Regions from separate parts of the Capsicum annuum genome. Here region 2 is linked to region 1. The links are chromatin contacts, called in public Hi-C maps. All regions are on one chromosome and are shown on one strand. Each heading gives the region's core, a stretch centred on a gene start, on an enhancer-like site or on the middle of the called end of the contact. The rest is flanking DNA. Distances are from core to core; before and after follow the strand shown. Region 1 has its middle 13 kb from the start of LOC107855007. Region 2 holds the start of LOC107855037.

Evidence for each region. Hi-C and Micro-C count contacts between places; a contact is called where the count stands out from the background.
Region 2: a contact with region 1 is called in a Hi-C map of leaf, with 2.6 times the contacts expected there. The contact joins the promoter of LOC107855037 here to the enhancer-like site in region 1. A contact is called at or near these places in 3 of 5 Hi-C or Micro-C datasets (leaf and placenta).

What each region holds. Positions count from the first base shown.
Region 1 is chr7:203,684,616-203,688,242 of UCD10Xv1.1, forward strand. No RefSeq gene overlaps it. Among protein-coding and RNA genes, the nearest start is that of LOC107855007, 13 kb to the left of the region's middle. Within about 2 kb of position 1,951, at least 2 of the 5 cell types and tissues checked have an H3K27ac peak or open chromatin away from gene starts, as enhancers often do. A contact at or near this core is called in leaf, where this site is marked.
Region 2 is chr7:203,795,541-203,799,167 of UCD10Xv1.1, forward strand. LOC107855037 reads left to right here and starts at 1,960. Exons shown (of 6, transcript XM_016700027.2): 1 at 1,960-2,846; 2 at 3,168-3,388. The coding sequence starts at 2,757.

The DNA.
Region 1 (3,627 bases), core at 701-3,200:
TGGATTTATTACCCCAAATGTATAGAATTGTTGTTCTTCAATATACTATGTATTTTCTCCAATGTGATGCAACCAGTCGCAGACCTAGAAATTTTACACAAAAAAGTTCAAGAATAATGGGTCTATCGTTGGATTTTAATAGCTGCGTTAGGTATTCAGTTAGCTACACCAAAACTGGTCAAACCTAAAAATGTTGGAACAATCCATATTTGGTATTTGAATCAATGACGACGTAAGCAATTTTTGTAAGTGATGCTCTCGTCACCATACAAAAATGTTCTTTTATATTTTGGTAATTCAATAATCTATATAAAATCAAATTAAAATAATTTATTTTACTATATTACATAATGCAGAAATATAATAAGATTATTGAACCCCTTGGCTCTACAACAGCTATTCAGGCCCTTTGTTGCACACTTGCACTAGGTCTCCTTTGATTTAAAATAGTTTTGATTTCCAGATAAGACAAGATAGAAATAAGAAAATACCCATATCTTCCTTTTTGTTTCCGGTATTCATACTAAAAGTATGGCATATATGATGTTGCATATCAACAAATTATAGTTAGCAGCTATAACAGACAAAAAAAAAGTATAGGTTTTTGTACGTCTAGCATTTTGAACTTATCAAGGAATCTTCCATTCAAATTATAGTTTATTATATCCAGTGGACACACCGCCCACCGTTGGGACGAGCTATTTGTATTTTGGTCTCCTTGCTTTTATTCACTTCGCTAGGACAGGACTTTAATTTTGTATGTATATGCTAGGTTCAATTTCATTACGTACATCTAATCTACACATCACGAGTTATAGCTATGCGCGCTATTGCTACTAATCATGCACTATAATTCGATAACGAGGGGTTATTCGAATGCTAAACATTCTCACCTCCAATTGTAAGGTCATGGGTTTGAGTAGTTAAGGGGACAAAAATGGTAAAAGCTCCTAATTAATTATGTTGGAGGGGTAAAAAAAAGTGCGTGCGTGCGTGCATTACATTAAGTATTAGACTTACTATAATTAAGAAATTAAATATAAATATTCTAACTAAATACCATATTCTAGAAAAATGGTACATATATTTATGTGGTAGCATAAGTCTGAAAGAGCCAGTGGTTTTGTTCCTGCCTACTTTTTCATTCTCTTGAAAGACGTGTTGTAATTTAAGCAGTAATCACGCCATGATTGTAATTTGTAAAGTTAGGTTCTGCATGCCAAAAAAATGAAATTGTCAAAACCTTTGAGATAAGATGGATTGGGGATGCAGTAACAAAAGGTCTCATAGTAATTAGCAGCCCATAATAATACCCATTCAACAAATGCAAATTATAGTCAAGTTAGGAACCATATAATAATATGATAATAGTCAATAATTTTACTGTTCCCTTATCTGAACTATACATAGTTGTTCAACACAAGTTATAACATTACAAGATCGATCCTGAGCTAGCCTTGATAAATTATTTCAAGTTTACTTGTAGATGTTATACTAAGTATGAACTCTGTTTTGAGGAAACTCGCTCATGTTTTGGCTATTCTATATTTGCAGCCTGTAAATTTGGCATGCATGTTAACCAAAAAAAAAAAAAAAAAGAATTTGGCATGCATGGAAGTAATATTACTCTCCCGTTTCTTTATTTATCCGTCTTAATAAAAATAAATATTTAATAATATTTTTTTAATTTAAAGGGTTAATATATAATTTATTTATTTATTTATGTTCATTTTATTTCTAATATTAAAAATTATTGATTATTTAAAATATTATATTTATTATATGTAAAAAATATAATTTTTTTTCTTCCTTAAGGTGTGTATCAAATAAGTTTGTTAAACAAAGAAACCATAGGAGTATTATTTTTCTGGAGTAATAGATTACTAATTGCTAGGGACCTACGTGGGCCAAAAATCTTAATATATGTAGGAATCCTAAAAGAATATTCTCATATCATATGCTTTTTTATTTGGGTAAACATATCATACGATCTCATTTGGACGATGGAACGAGACAAAAAATAGGTAATCATTACTCCGACTTCTATAAGTTGTCGCGTTTATTAAAATGATTCATCATAATATTTTTAAAAAATTAAGATGAAATGATTTTTTGTCCTTGATCATATTCAATAAAGAGATCATTAATGTAGTGAAAACTGAAAAGGAGAGCAAAGTATTCTTATATTTAGATTTTAGATTAAAGAGTAAATAAAAATAATTTAATCAAATTATTATTCTTTTAGTTACTACTTTTGTTAAGGGGTGTGTGAAAAAATGATAAGGAAAAACGCACAGAGGGGAGTATATTAATAATTAAAATCACAAGGTTTTACATCTGACTAAGCTATTAATCACTTCATATTGTCGATCTTGTTCTTGTATATTGAATGTGAAGCAAACAATTTATAAATCAATTATGTGGAAAATGTAAAATGATTCCCAGAATTCCAATTTCAAATCATATGATTAGCACACTGCGTGTACACTAGTTAATCGTTTTTTGACTTAAAAATTGGACAACAATTTCAACTTTATCCTAAAAAGTTGAACGTAATTTCTTAAACTAGATTAATGCTTTACCCCATTTTACGGGCCAAAACCATCAAATCTTTTGGCTATGTTGTTGAAAAAAAAATCCTACTGATGTCACTGTCCAAAAAAATAAAATTAAAAATTATTGGACGTAAGTTAACCAAAAACAAAACGTAGAAAAAGACAATGTAATATAGTTACTGACATTTAAATGAATGGACATTATGATTTGATTCATAGTTTCATACCATGCAAAAAAGGAAAATTACATTAATTTCTCATTTCCTTTTACTTATGTATTTTTGATTTGACACTTCTTTTTGGAAAATCAATAAATAAGTTGATCGTTTTACTGTATTTGCATATACTGATTATAAAAAAAAAAGGCTATAAAAAAAAAAAGGAAACTCAATACATTAAAATTCTTGTTATGCATGAAATTCGGAAAATGATTGAACCACAAGAGTCTATTGTCCGCAGTCTCACCTAACATTTTTACAAAGAGCTATTTCAACAACTTGAATTAATTATACTTTTTTAAAAAAGAAAAGTTTGAATATAATTACGTTTTAGGTCAATATCAAAAAGAAATAATAAATCTATCTTGATATGTCAAAATAGATAAGTAAAAATTATAATTGACAAACAAAAAAAAGGTGTAATTCTTGGGATTTCTTGAGGAAATTTATTTCTCAGTTGACTAACTATTGCTCCATTTTATATGCAGTCGGACTTCTCTAAATACTTTCGTTATTATCACATTTTATTATATTATAATAGTTTTCAGTGACATAATTTTAAAAAAATATCAAAACAAATGATATACGTATATAAAGGTTTGATTATATTTTGTACTTTCATTAAGGACACGGTTTGGAACCGTGCATGTGTCCCTACGTTATTAAACACTTTTTTTTTTTTTTAAATGGGGTTAGGGGAAGGGAAATGGGAGAGGGAATTACAATGTGGAGAATCAAACGAAATGGGAGAGGAAATTACAATGTGGAGAATCAAACCCTCACTAATAAGATGGAAGTTCAGATAACTAACCAACTAAGGTACTAAGATTTTCCCTTAAACACATAATTTGTGA
Region 2 (3,627 bases), core at 710-3,209, 110 kb after region 1:
GAATTTTATTTAAGTTTATTAACTTTATACGCAAATTAATACATTTTATAAATTTATCACAAAATTCAATATTATTTTTAAGATCGTTATTTTAGTATTATATGTATTAAAGAGTTGTTTGGTGTGAGGTATAATTATAATAATTCAAAAATAAAGTTCATGATTATTTATCATGCGTTTAATTAGATGTATTAGGTATTTTAAAATTATTTATCGCACCATTTTACCACACTGATGAGATAAATTATCACACATACATATTAGTACAACTTATTTTGTAATAACGAATCCCTGAATAACTTGTTTCCAAACAACCCACCCTAAGTGTGTATATATACATATGTATGTACATGCATGTGCGTATATTTTCGAATTTTATCACTCTCTTACTAAATTTATTTCGTATTACTTAAGTTTTTGTTGATATAACACAATCCTTAAGAAAAATTAGTTAGAGGTATATTTTGCTAAATTAACCTTATTAATGATAATTTGAAACTTTAAATTTGTCTATATTATTACTTTATATAGTTATTTAACACTAAAGTGTAAAAAATATATATAATTCAATTCTCTTGATTTCACAAATTGAGCAAATAAATTAAAACATTTATTTTTAGCATGAGGATCAAGTGATAAGAAACGATATTATCTATTGTCTATATCAGTAAATAAGTTGTGATTGTCATTAATAGAGTATTACATATTTTATAATTTATATAAATAAATATAATCTTTAAAATTTGACCTTATTTTTATTCGAGAAAAACATCTAGTATCCCCGAACTATGACCAAATTTACTACGACACACGTCAACTTCATGGGGGTCCTATTACCCCTTAAACTAAATTTAGCGTATTTTTGTCAATCTTTTTAGCTAACGTGACACTTTTTGTCAATCGTTTTAGATGACATGACACCTTTAATATGGACTCCATTTTATGTAATAAAGGTGCTATATTAGCACAAAAAATGATAAAAATAAGCTAAATTTGAGTTCACGGGATAATAGGACCCTTGTTAAGTTGGAATGTATCATAACAACTTTGACCATAGTTCGAGGTGGTACTTGAAGCTTATCTCTTTCATTTATTATTTGTATTTTCTGCATTAAAATTGTTTACAAAATTAGTAGTACTTATTATTTTCACTTGTTAAAATAAATATTATAGCTTTGATTATTATTAATAAAACTAATTTTCTTATTATGCTAATTTACTTCATAAAGATCATCATTAGCTTATATATTTCTTACTTTTTTTTTCTAGAAGATAATATTTATGTTTTTATGAAAATTTTGTTGTATGAATAATGTTTATGTTTTTATGAGAAATTTGTTATATGAATTTTTTCTTAAATGAAATATGATGATTTTAAAGAAGTTTGAAAAAAAAAATAAAAAAATTGATGATAAAAGGTAAAATAAAAATTTTAAAAAGTCAATTAAAATAAAAGAGGGAGTATGATTATTGTTCAAAGGGGGAGTTTGATTTTTAAGAAAAAGTTAGTGAGGGAAAATGATTTTGACCCCCTTTTTAGTGTTGTAGGTTGTTAGATAAAGATAAAATCTAGGTTTAAAAAGATATTAAAAAAGGTAAACATTCCCTTCATTAGGTGCTGATTTGTAAAAGATCCAATCATAAGAATCTATTAAACATATTTTTACTTTATATTTTTAGGCCTCGTTTGGTCATGAAAATAAAAATTAAAATTCAAGTTGAAATTAATGTTGTGTTTGATCGTAAATTAGAATTGTGTTTAAAATTTTATGAGAAAAATAGAAATAAAATATGACTATTTTCACTAAAATGAAATGATATTTCAAAAACAATTAAAAAAATAAAAATTATGACCAAATACCTATTTAATCACGTAATAATAACTTTACCATTTAATCTAGGATTCCTCGTCACTTTGTCTATCTTTATATAACAGTATACAAAGTGAAAGAAAGACGCTTTGTTTCTTCGCGTGAACACAAACGTTTTTATCATAAACTTTTCTCCTCATTTTCTATCTTTATCTCTCTCTCTTACATTACGCTAGACATTTTTCCTTCTCCTAATTCTGTTTTGCTTTTTTTGCATCATTTTCCTTAAACATTAAAAAAAAAAAAAAAAAACAGAGAAGCTGCAAAGCAATTGTTGTGTACACAATTTGTTTGTTTTTGCTTTGTGGGTCGCTTTTATTTTCATTTGAATTTCAACACAAGACTCTTATTTTCCGTAAAATAGACCTTATGGTTTGGTCTTTTCTATATTTTGTGTATAGTGAAAGCTTTAGTGTATCGAATTATTTTTTTTCTCTTGTGTTTGTATTTTCTTTAAGTTTAATGTAAGAAAAATTGAAACTTTTTAATGGGTTTTGACTGAAGATAGGAATTTACGCCTGAATTGTTGGTTTTGCGGTGACCGGAAAAAGATAGAAAAAATAGAGACTTTTTCAAGACTTTTTATCTTCCTTTTTTATATTTTCGTGTAATAATTAATTAGTTGTCCAAACGTCAAAACATGTATTTTTTTATTATGTTTTCACTTCGTATATAGAAAGTTATATTCTCAATTTATTCACATCGTACAAAATCCCGTATTTTTTTCTTTCTATTTCTCTTTCTATTTTCTCCAATTTCTACTCTTTTGTGTTTGTTTGTTTTTCTCTTCTCCTCTGTGTCAATATTTTCTTCAAAGAATTTAGAGAGAGAAACAGTTTGATATCTCTTTCTCTCTCTCTGTTTCTTGTTTTTGTTTCTTGCATAATGGAAAAGGAAAAAGGGTCACTGCAATCAAACCTTAATTGTTTCTTGGAATGCACAACTCCATTAGTCCCTTCCCAGTTTCTACCCCAGGTACTTTTTTTTTTTATAATCATGTTGTCCTGGCCATATCAATATTTTTGTTTAATCTGTATTTGTTTTTTGTTTTAATTTTATGAACGTAATTTGTTATACTAAGGGGAGCCTCGGAGTAGCGGTAAAGTGAGGTAACGTGTTCAAGCTGTGTAAACAGCCCTTGCAAAAAAATGCAAGGTGTGGCTGCATACAATAGACTGTTGCGGTCTGACCCTTCTCTGGAACTTGCGTGTAGCGGGAGCTTTTAGTGCACCGATGCCTTTTAAATGTGATTTGTTATATGCTGTAATTACTAATTTATTTATTTTTGATGTGCAGAGTGAGATGAGGAATTTGAATAGGTTATGGCATCCATGGGAAAGAGAAAAAGTTGAATATTTTACATTGGGTGATCTTTGGAATTGTTATGATGAATGGAGTGCTTATGGTGCTGGAGTTCCTATTAAAACTGATTCTGGAGAAACATTAGTCCAATATTATGTCCCTTACCTTTCAGCTATTCAGATTTTTATCAGCAGGCCTTCTGTTAATTTTCTGAGGTAATTATTTTTTTGTTGCTACATTTTTTTGGTATATCAATTTGATCATATGTTGTTGCCCCCCACCCCCCACCCCGGGGGGAGCGAAGTACGGGGGTTAATCGATACCCCTTTATCGAAAGATTACATTTTTATGGCTAAGGTTATTTTTTAGGGAAGTTTGAACCCGTTTGGTTTCATTGTATGTCAACTTTGAAAAGTGCTGCCTTTTTCTTGTCATATGAATTTCTTGTATTTGA